Linked DNA regions of Ovis aries: region 1 is linked to region 2. A link is a contact called in public Hi-C data. All regions are on one chromosome and are shown on one strand. Each heading gives the region's core, a stretch centred on a gene start, on an enhancer-like site or on the middle of the called end of the contact. The rest is flanking DNA. Distances are from core to core; before and after follow the strand shown.

Region 1 (4,535 bases), core at 1,781-4,280, 320 kb before region 2:
TTCTTTCTTGTTTGTTTGTAGCAGGAATCACAGAAGAAACCCAACATGATCCTGGCATTTGCAGGTTTCCTCCCCAAGTACGCTTGCCACCTTTGCCGCTGCTCCACATCTCCCAGACCACGTGATGCCATCCGGGGACTGGACTGTCTCCTCCCTGATGCTGGATACTGCTGCTGCTCTCCCCAAGGCGTGTCTCCCCAACACGGACATAAGCTTCATCCCTCCCTCCCCAAAGCACAGAGAAGACTAGCATGTGAGTGTCAAAAAAATGTCTGACAGAAGATTTGAGTCTCACGAGAGTCATGACACTAAAATGTAGAGACACCTAAACTGGAGAGGACATATCTCAGCTTTCTGAATTTGCTAGTCCACACACTCACAAGGGGAGCCTTTATCAGAGCTGGCTCCATGGCCTTCAACTTGTGCAATCACACAGAGCCCCATGCTTACCAGGGCCCCACATTTAATGTTCTGCTGTTGCCATGTTTTTTTGTTTGTTTGTTTTGGTTTTGTAAGTAATTTGTGTTGGAGTATAGTTGCTTTACAATGGTATGTTTATTGTTTCCGTCTTGAAATTCTTAATACAGTTTTGAACAAGAGGCCCTGAGTTTTCATTTTGCCTTGAGTCTTGCAAATTATGTAGCTACTCACACTCTCTACTTTTTAATTGAGATATAAGTGGCATATACATAACAGTATACTTATTTTAGGTATACAATATAATGATTCACTATTTGTACATATTGTGAAAAGATCTCCACAATAATTCTGGTTACAATTCACCACCATATGTTGTTACAATCACGCCCTCTATGAACCATTACTCTCCCAAACTCCCGACCTGCCTATGTTTGCAGAGACCAGATCACTCTCACCACCCAAAGTGTTTATGATTATGCCCCTGGTACCTGGAGTTCTGGTCCAACTCCAGGCACAAAACTGCTCCAGAGATCCAACCTTACCCACCACAAAGTAGATCACTTATGAGAGATGAAACTGTCCACCAAGTACCATAACCACAAGGCAGGGTATAAGGTGCTTTGACTTTAATATGAATAGATAACCAGCATATATCTGGGGGTCCTGCAAGTGGGATTATCTGAAGATCTAGACGGGGCTTCCCAGGTGGCGTTAGCGGTAAAGAACATCCCTGCCAATGCAGGAGACATAAGAGATGCATATTTCATCCTGGGTTGGGAAGATCCCCTGAAGAAGGGAATGGCAACCCACTCCAGTATTTGCGCCTGGAGAATCCCATGGACAGAGGAGCCTGACAGTCCATAGGGTCGCACAGATTCTAACACAACTGAAGCAACTTACAAAAGATATTTGGTCCCAAGCAGACCAAAAACTGACGAGGGCATGGCAACCCACCCCAGTATTCTTGCCTGGAGAATCCCCATGGACAGAGGAGCCCAGCGGGCTACAGTCCATCACAAAGGCTCGGACACTACTGAGCAACTAAGCACCGCACAGACCAAAAACCAAGCAAACAACCAAAAGTTTACCTAAGACATGGTTTTGTTGAGGGGTTTGGTACTACACAGACTTACTCTGCACATGAAGATGTTTTTGGGAAAAGCCAGAATGTTCCGTGATACCAGAACCTTTTGGAAATTTTGCTGTTCTCATTTCACCCTCACCCTTCGTCTCCCACCGTTTCCTTCTCCTCCCTTCCTCCACTTCACCTTAACCCCTTTAGGGCAGTTTAAGTAACTTTCTAGACCAGACCCTCATGGGATCTCCCCAGCAGGAGTCCTACAGTCTATTGAAGTTCCAAGACTTGGGGATACAGGGGTGACGGTCTACTGGTACCCAGCTCCAGTCACAGCTGGGAAGTGGCAAAAACAAGAACCTGGAGGAAACGGGTCACTGCCCGTGCTTGGCAGGAGCAACTGCTGTGCCTGAGCTTTTATTCTGGGAACAAATCTTTGCTCTCTTCACCAGTGACCCACATGACCCATAATTCCCGACAGCAATAAAATGGGGCAATAAAGAAGGGCTGATTCCACATTTGCAGGGTAAGTGTTCACTCGTAAGAGAAGATGGAGAGACATAATGCTTTTGTGGAGACAAAAGGAAATGAGAGATTCTGAGAAAATGAGATTTTTCAAAAAAAATCTGAGGCTTGACTGACTCCCCCTAGATGCCCTCACTGGGGGAAAAAAAAAACAAAAACTTCTTTTGTAATCCCTCTTCCTATTTTAAACACCCCTTCTTTTCCTTTCAAGGTGAGGTAATGGGGAATGAGTGTCCACTGAGCCAAGTCAAGCTGAGAGCTTGGAATCATGGGAGCCGGCAGAGATCTTGGCAGAACTCGGCTATTTGTTGAATGGGTCCTAGAAACACGCACTGAATTGGCTTCTTCGTCCTTCCTGCAAACAAGATTGGAACAAGATTCATCTACTGCCTGAAGTGGTGACTTTGTGACCTCTTGGCCTTAGTCACGTCCTCTCTCCCACCCCAGCCCCAGGGACTCTCTCTTTTCCTTGGCTGCCCCAGAGTGCCAGAGTATTATTTATCCGTTGGCAGCAGAGGGCGATCTGTCCCTGGAGAATGACCGGGTCAGCTCCCGCCTCTCTGCGCGCACCCAGATCGCTAATGACTTGCAGCTCCATCAACATAAAGCTACCTCTTCACAAAGGAACATTGTCACCAAGCATTTTCCTTTTCATTCGTGAAAGCTCACTGCCTCAGCTAACCCCTTCCCCCTCCCTCCTGCCTTCAGGCTCCCTCGCTTTCCTCTCCCAACCTCTGGGAAGCAGCAGGAAATGAACAAGGTCCACAGTGGAGAAAAACAAATCCCAGGGCCCTGATGAGGGAAACCACAGGGAAATGACCAAGTGGCATTAGCAGCTATAGGCAGCTCTGTGTGTGTGTGTGTGTGTGTGTGTGTGTGTGAGAGAGAGAGAGAGAGAGAGAGAGAGAGAGAGAGAGAGAGAGAAAGACAGCCAGAGAAGGAATGTGTGTGTGTATCCAATACAAGTACTTGCTAAATTTCAGTATACAGAAAAATCATCTGGAGAGCTTGTTAAAGCGCGGCTTCCTGGGCCTCACCCAGGAATTCTGATTAGTAGGTCTGGAGAGGGGCCCAAAATTTACACTCTTCACACTCCCAAGATATTTTCATGCTGCTAGTGGTAGATCACATCTTGAGTAGCACTGTTGTACACCAAATGCAGTAAATAGACTCTACAGATCTGAGTCAGGGGCTTTTTTGAATAAAATCCTGATAAGGTGAATTCCCCTAGAACAGTCCAGATCCTTCCAAATCCAGGCCAGAAGATCTTATCGCTCAGCCTCCTGCCCTTGCCTCCCCTTGGAAAAGGATCAGAGACTTTATCAAGCAGAGCATTGTTTGGAGGGGGATGAGTTCAAATAATAGGCTGGTTCTCCATTAACTGTTTATCTCATCCCCCAAAGCAGGAGAACCCCACAGGCCCTTGCTTCACAGTAGGCAGGGAATGGAGATTCTGTCTGCATGCTGTATCTACCACGGCTGTGTTCAACAGCTTGTGGCCCAGAGGCCTCTGACCCCTACCTTCAGCATCCTTCAAACTTCTCTATAGTTACAGAAGTTTGTGGAATAAGCTGGTTATTCTCCAGATAGCTGAGCACTCAAAGACACTTAGAGTGTCTTAAGGAGAGCCACTGGCTTCTGTTTCTGCACCAAAAGATAACAAGACAGAGAAAAGTCTAGCAAACCCAGTCCTAGTCCTTAAGGAGCAAATAGGCTAATTGGAGAGAAAGAAATGTAATATGTAAGAGCAAATGTACCAAAATGAGCAGAGAGATAGCAAAAACAAAACAAAAAAACAACCTTGAAGCCATCCGAGGAAAGGGAAGTCATCCTAAAACAGAGAGATTGCACTGAGATGGGAAGGGTCAGTATGAGTTCACCAAGGAGACAAAAGGTCAAGGGTAAGAGCCATCGCTTGGGATGGGAAATGCTGAAATATAAAAGGCAGGCTGGGATGAGGGTCCTCTTTCAGAGCACCTGGTATTTCAGCCCACTTTGGGCATTTATCACCACTCCGGAACCAAAAGGGAGACCAAATGGGAAGATTAGTTTCACAAACTCCTGTTAATAACTGTCAGCAGGAAGTACTTTCCCCGCCAAGACCTTCTCTCTGCCCGGGAAGACACTGGTTGGGGTTGGGGCCGATCTTCCCTCGGGAGGCCACGGTGCGAGCCAGAGATCGATGGGTCTAGAGGACTGATGCTCAGCTTCTTTGCGTGACCCTTTACTTGGCTCTGGCAGCTAAAGGGCTAGCAGCTGACTGTGCCAGGCTATAGCAGATTAGCAAACGGGCAGAAACCACAAAAGAGCCCAGAAGATCGGTTTGTGAGCACAAGAAAGCCACTCCCAGTGACTCCAGAATGACTCAGGAAGATCACGAAGGAGAGGTCATGTTGTTTAAAGACCCTGGCGGCGGCGGCTGCTGACTCGCGTCGGTCTTGTGCGACTCTGTGCGACCCCACAGACGGCAGCCCACCAAGCTCCCCTGTCCCTGGGGTTCTCCAGGCGAGAACAC
Region 2 (5,166 bases), core at 1,374-3,873:
ACTGTAGAAAGCAGTGAGTGCCGGAGTAGGAAAGGGGAGTAGGAGAGGACACGTTCTGTTGGGAATAGCATGGAAAGCTCTGTGGGAGAGGACACTTAGGAAGTGTCTTAAAGAATGATGTGGACATGGTCCCATGGAAGGCTGTGACATGGGAGGGATAATAATGCTAACTCCCATGTGTTGAGCACCTGACCCACATACTCTGCAACCATGCTCTTGAATCCTTCACAACTGTCCTACAATGTAGAATTATTTGTACCCATTTTATAGATGAGCAAACTGATACTCAGAAAAGTCTGGACACAATCTAAACAACCATCAATAAAGGACTGGCAAAATACATTGCGGGCAATCTGTGCAAATACAGTCCCATACAGAAAGCTGTTAAAGAATGAGAAAATGCTGTATGTACTGAGGCATGCAACGGTCTCCAAGGATAACCCATCATTTAGGGGGGAAAAAAAGCAAAGTGCAGGGTGATGTGTGTTCAATGTGTAAAAGGGAGGGATTATATATGTTGCTCAAATATAAGTAAGCTAGCTCACTCTGGAAAATGTACCAAAAGACCCTAATAACATTGTTTGCCACCAAGAAGAGAAAGTAGTGGTCTGAGAAACTGGTTGACTGAGAAGCAAAGGGAGAAAAGACATTTTTTCTTCCTATTGCTCTTTAATCTTTTGGATTCTGAACCATAGGAATCTGCTAGCAATTCAACTTAAACAAAAATTAAATATAAAAAGGAAGAAATGGAATGGGGGCTCAGAGAAGTCAAATAACTTGCCCAAGGCCAGGCAGCATGTGGATCGAAAAGCCCTGAGCCCAGAAACCTGCCCTGTTTCCATTGGACCACTTTGTTTTTGCTCTCTTCCCTTTCCTTCTCCTCCTTCATCCTTGTTGGTTCACATCTCCCAAATCTTTCCCAGACAATGGAATAGAAATGGAGGGAATCCCAGGGAAGCAGAGGCACAGAGCAGCTGGGAGACACCAAGCGCAGAAGAGGCCTGAACCACCCTTTCTGCTGCACTGCTGGTCCCTTGGGGCATCAAGGGCTCCCTCAGGTGCCAGCTTGGTGCTGGGAACACCAGAGGCCAAACCAGGAGACTCAGTTGCTCCCCTGCTCCTTCTGGAAACAGTGATTGATCTATGTCTACCCATGTGCCACCCCCCAACTCCCCCTCTTCAACTCACCTTTTTGGAACCCTTTAACTTCTGTCTGTTCATCCACTGGCTTCAGACTCTACCTAGACAAGCAGGGGAGATTCTTGTGCTTTGCAAGGGACAGAGGGAGCCTGCGGCCCTCCATGGGGTGGAAGAGGGCCTGGGTGAGGGCTAGTGGGTGGACTGGGCACTGAAGTAGAACCTAATTCTGAGGCTGTTCCCCAAGGTGCCAGGACAGGGGATAAAGTACCTCCTCTGCCTTGGGAATTCGCCGAGGGCCTTGCAGAGTAGGGTGGTAAGCCTGAAAAGAGAAGTGGGAGATGGTAGGAGGTGTCTACGAACCAACGCTGCTGGGGAGAGGCTCCTGAGAGTAACAGCCCCGAGGTACTGAATCCTCTTTGCTGCCCCCTCCCCTCATCCTGCTTCGCACCTGCTTCCTGGACTTCCCAGGAGCCGGCTCAGCTCACCCCCATTCCCCCTCCAGGTTTCTGAGCCCCAGAGGCTTCAGCTCCAAAGGTCTGTTTAAGACCTCCCCTCTCTCAGCCTCTAAAGGGAGGTGGAACTGGGGCAGGTCAGATGGTGGGGCTCAAGGAGGACGGAGAGCCTCCTGTTGTGGCTCCCCAAGAGTGAGAGCCCAGAAGGGACTGTGGGGGCAGATGGAGGAAGTGGTGCCAAGCCCCCCTGGAATAGGTGTGCTCCAAAAGCAAGGAGATTCTAGAAGCACCTCTTTCCTGAGTTGGTATCTTTTCTCCCCGCCCTCTTCGGGAATATTTGTTTTGATAATTACAAAGGCAGCCCCCACATCCCATTTCTCTCTGAGCTGCCACATCCTCCAATCTAACGTTTTCATCTCTCTTAATGAACCTCAAAATCCAAAAGACCTAGGAGTGTATTAGGTGGGTTCTCTGGCATTCTATTCCCTCCCTTAGAGAGAGCTAGAGAGAGAAGCTTCTGGGACTTGCTCTCGGGCTTCCACACACCTGCCTCAGTTTCCCAAGCTGTTTCCCCCAAGCCCCTGCATGCCAGCATAGGGTTGAGACTGTGAACTACAAGATCCACCTTTCCCCACCTCTCCCGCCCCACGCCGACTCAGTCCTCCCAATTCTGAGCCCCCAAGTCTAGGACCTACCTGCCCCAGGCAGTGCCAGCTGGTTCTACCGGCCTGAGGTTCTCTTCACCTCTGAGCCCAGGATGGAGACCCGAAAGGGGGACTGAGGCCAGCTCGGGTGCTGTCTAGTCCGGAGCTCTGTTCCCCTCACCAAGTTGCTGTGGGGCTCTGGTCAAAGTGGCATCACGGTCAGGCGGGGCCCGCTCCGGGCACCGGGGAGTTCCGGGCCCGCCCGGCCAGCTCTGCAGAGCTCAGCCGGCGTCCCTTTGATGCTCCCGCCCGCAGGCTGGGGAAGTACGCGGCCGCCGCCGCCGCCGCCGCCGCCGCCTCCTCGCCCGGGGCCGCTCTCGCTTCCCCAGCCCAGAGCGGTTGTCGCCTCCGCCTCCCGCGCCCGCCCGGCGGGCACAGCGACCCCTGGCGGTCGAGGCAAGACCAAGGAAGAGGGGAAAAGGAGCCAGTCCCGCAATGCGGTCCCTGGTGTAGGCTGGGGTAATTCAGAGAGGTCCCTCAAAACTCTGGACGTCTTAGAGCTTGGGGTGCGGGTGCTGAGTGTGAGGAAAGCTCAGGCACTCAGAGACTTTGGGCCTTGAAGATTTCCGAACTTGCACTGTCTAATAAGGTAACCATTAGTCGTATGTGATTGTTTAAATCTAAATATAATTTTCTCATTTACACTCATGACATTTAAAGTGCTCAGTTGCCACATGTAGCTAGGGACTACTGCATTGGGCAGAAAAGATATAGAACATTCCCACACTGCACAAAATTCTATTTGACAGTGTTCTTCTGGATAGATATGTTATCCCTTCCGTGTTAAAATGTTAAAAATCCAGGAGGAAATAACAAACGATCTCTGCTTCAGGAGTGGTGTCCTCTGGGGCAGGAAGAACCAGGAGAGGTATGAGGGTAGGAGCCCAGCAGGCAGGAGGGCTTTGGTAGGCCTGTAGGTGACCTCAACTTGGGAACTCTTGAGACCCAGTTTCTTCATCACTGTAAAAACCGCAATGTAATTGCCATTGTACAGTGTATAATTCATTACAGGTGATCTGGACGCGAAAGTATTAGACAAATGAGAGAGGGAAGTGGTGGTTGGTGTGTGAATTTGCCTCTTAATTGAAGGCTATTCCTCCTAGTTAAAGAGGGCTTTCGGGTTGGAGTAATGGGGAGGGCAGAGGCAAGGGGAAGAAGCCCAGTTCTGGACTCTGAGCCATTGCATGTGGCCCAGGACAGAGGGACTTCTCTTAAGGAAGCCCAGTTCCCACCCCTAGCCGAGGCCTTGCACACTCCTGGCAGGACCAGCCTCTGAACAGTTCTCAGCAGAGAAGAATAACCTACACGATTGCTTCTTCCCACTGCATGCCTGCTTTTCCCTTTCACTCTGTGCTGCCTTGGGGATGAACAGAGGTGGTGACCTTCTCACCAGGTTCTGGGGCAGTCTGAGGATGGAGGAGGTGTGATGATGCCAGGAATAGCTGGTGAGAGATTCAGGGAGAGGAGATCCTTAGGATTTGGGTATGGTCAGAAGGCTGTTCTGAAGCCCAAGGAAACTGTTGACATCCCTGTTGACCATCTGGTGCTGAAACTAGGAGGTCTTTGGGCCCTGGCTCTGTAGCCCACTTGCAGTCACATCATGATGGATGTTGTGAAGAGCAAGAATTACGGAGCTGAGGGGAAAAAAAGGAATTACGGAGCTGAGTGACACAGAGAAGTGGTAAGCAAACTGTCCCAGAAACACTGAATAATAAAAATAGCCAGGATGTTGTATTTTTTTCTTCTGTCTTTAGCTTGCTGTAGCTGTTTATGCCATTTATCTGTGAGCTCATTTCAGTTTTTCTCAAACAGGAGGGAAATATCCTTAGCAGCAGCAGCAAGTCCTTTATCTCCATCTGCCTTGCCACTCTGTGTGCCTTGGGTCTGACTTTTGTGTTCTCTTTTCTTGTGACTTCTTTTTTATTTCTCTCTGCCCAGGGTGTAGGTGTAATTACAGAAGTCTACCAACCTGAATGACCATTGTGATATTTTTATTTGGAAGCTACCAGGAAAGTCACCCCTTCTGGGGCTACAGGGTAGCCAGGAACAGAGTCGTGGTCAGGAAGCACCCACCAGACAGTCCAGAGGTGGAATACCCATCATGAACTGGGTGCCAGTGACCTCTGAGGACTACCCTAACTTGCATTAGGACCTTAAGGGCCTTGTCCCCATTTGAACCATGCATGGGGAAGGAGGTGTCTCTGGAAGCCCAATCAATTCCCAGGCTTAGGGACCATAGCTCTTTCAGCAGCCTGTCTGTACTGCCCTCCCCTCTCAGCTAGGCACTTAGCCTGGCCTCTGTCTCCCCCCGGTGGCAGTCACAGAAGTTGTGCACCTGGATTGCTCTCAGTCTCTGTGTTAAGAGAAAGAGGGTGAGAGAAAAGGAACCCCCACTTTTCTGCTCTTCACCTATCTCTTCTTAACTCTTCTTCTCTGATCTAGATTCTTAAGATAGTATCAGTTTAGGTGGTTGGGAAATGGACACAGGCATAAATTTCACACTGGGTGGTTGACCTCCTGGAATAAGTCATGTAAAATAACAGGAGCGTCCAGACATGCCTCATCCATAAAAAGAACATAACAAAAACCTAGGTAGGGTTAGTGTGCAGTGTAAAGGGCCTGAAGTACAGAAAGCGCTTTGCAGAGGGACCATTATGTAGTTAGTCCTCAATAAATGGTAGTCATTGTTGTTATTCTTACTACCTAATTCTGTGGTAAAGAAAGAAAGTGAAGTTGCTCAGTCATGTCCGACTCTTTGTAACCCTATGGACTGTAGCCTACCAGGCTCCTCTGTCCATGGAATTTTCCAGGCAAGAGTACTGGAGTGGGTTGCCATTTCCTTCTCCAGGGGATCTTCCCAACCCAGGGAT

Evidence for each region. Hi-C and Micro-C count contacts between places; a contact is called where the count stands out from the background.
Region 1: a Hi-C map of hypothalamus shows a contact between it and region 2, with 2.9 times the contacts expected there. The contact joins the enhancer-like site here to the promoter of TAFA3 in region 2. A contact is called at or near these places in 2 of 16 Hi-C or Micro-C datasets (hypothalamus and skin fibroblasts).

What each region holds. Positions count from the first base shown.
Region 1 is chr1:90,435,921-90,440,455 of ARS-UI_Ramb_v3.0, reverse strand. No RefSeq gene overlaps it. Among named protein-coding and RNA genes, the nearest start is that of LRIG2, 27 kb to the left of the region's middle. Within about 2 kb of position 3,030, at least 30 of the 54 cell types and tissues checked have an H3K27ac peak or open chromatin away from gene starts, as enhancers often do. A contact at or near this core is called in hypothalamus, where this site is marked.
Region 2 is chr1:90,112,396-90,117,561 of ARS-UI_Ramb_v3.0, reverse strand. It overlaps TAFA3 (TAFA chemokine like family member 3), which reads right to left and starts at 2,623. Exons shown (of 7, transcript XM_012178747.4): 1 at 2,288-2,623; 2 at 1,409-1,459; 3 at 1,189-1,241.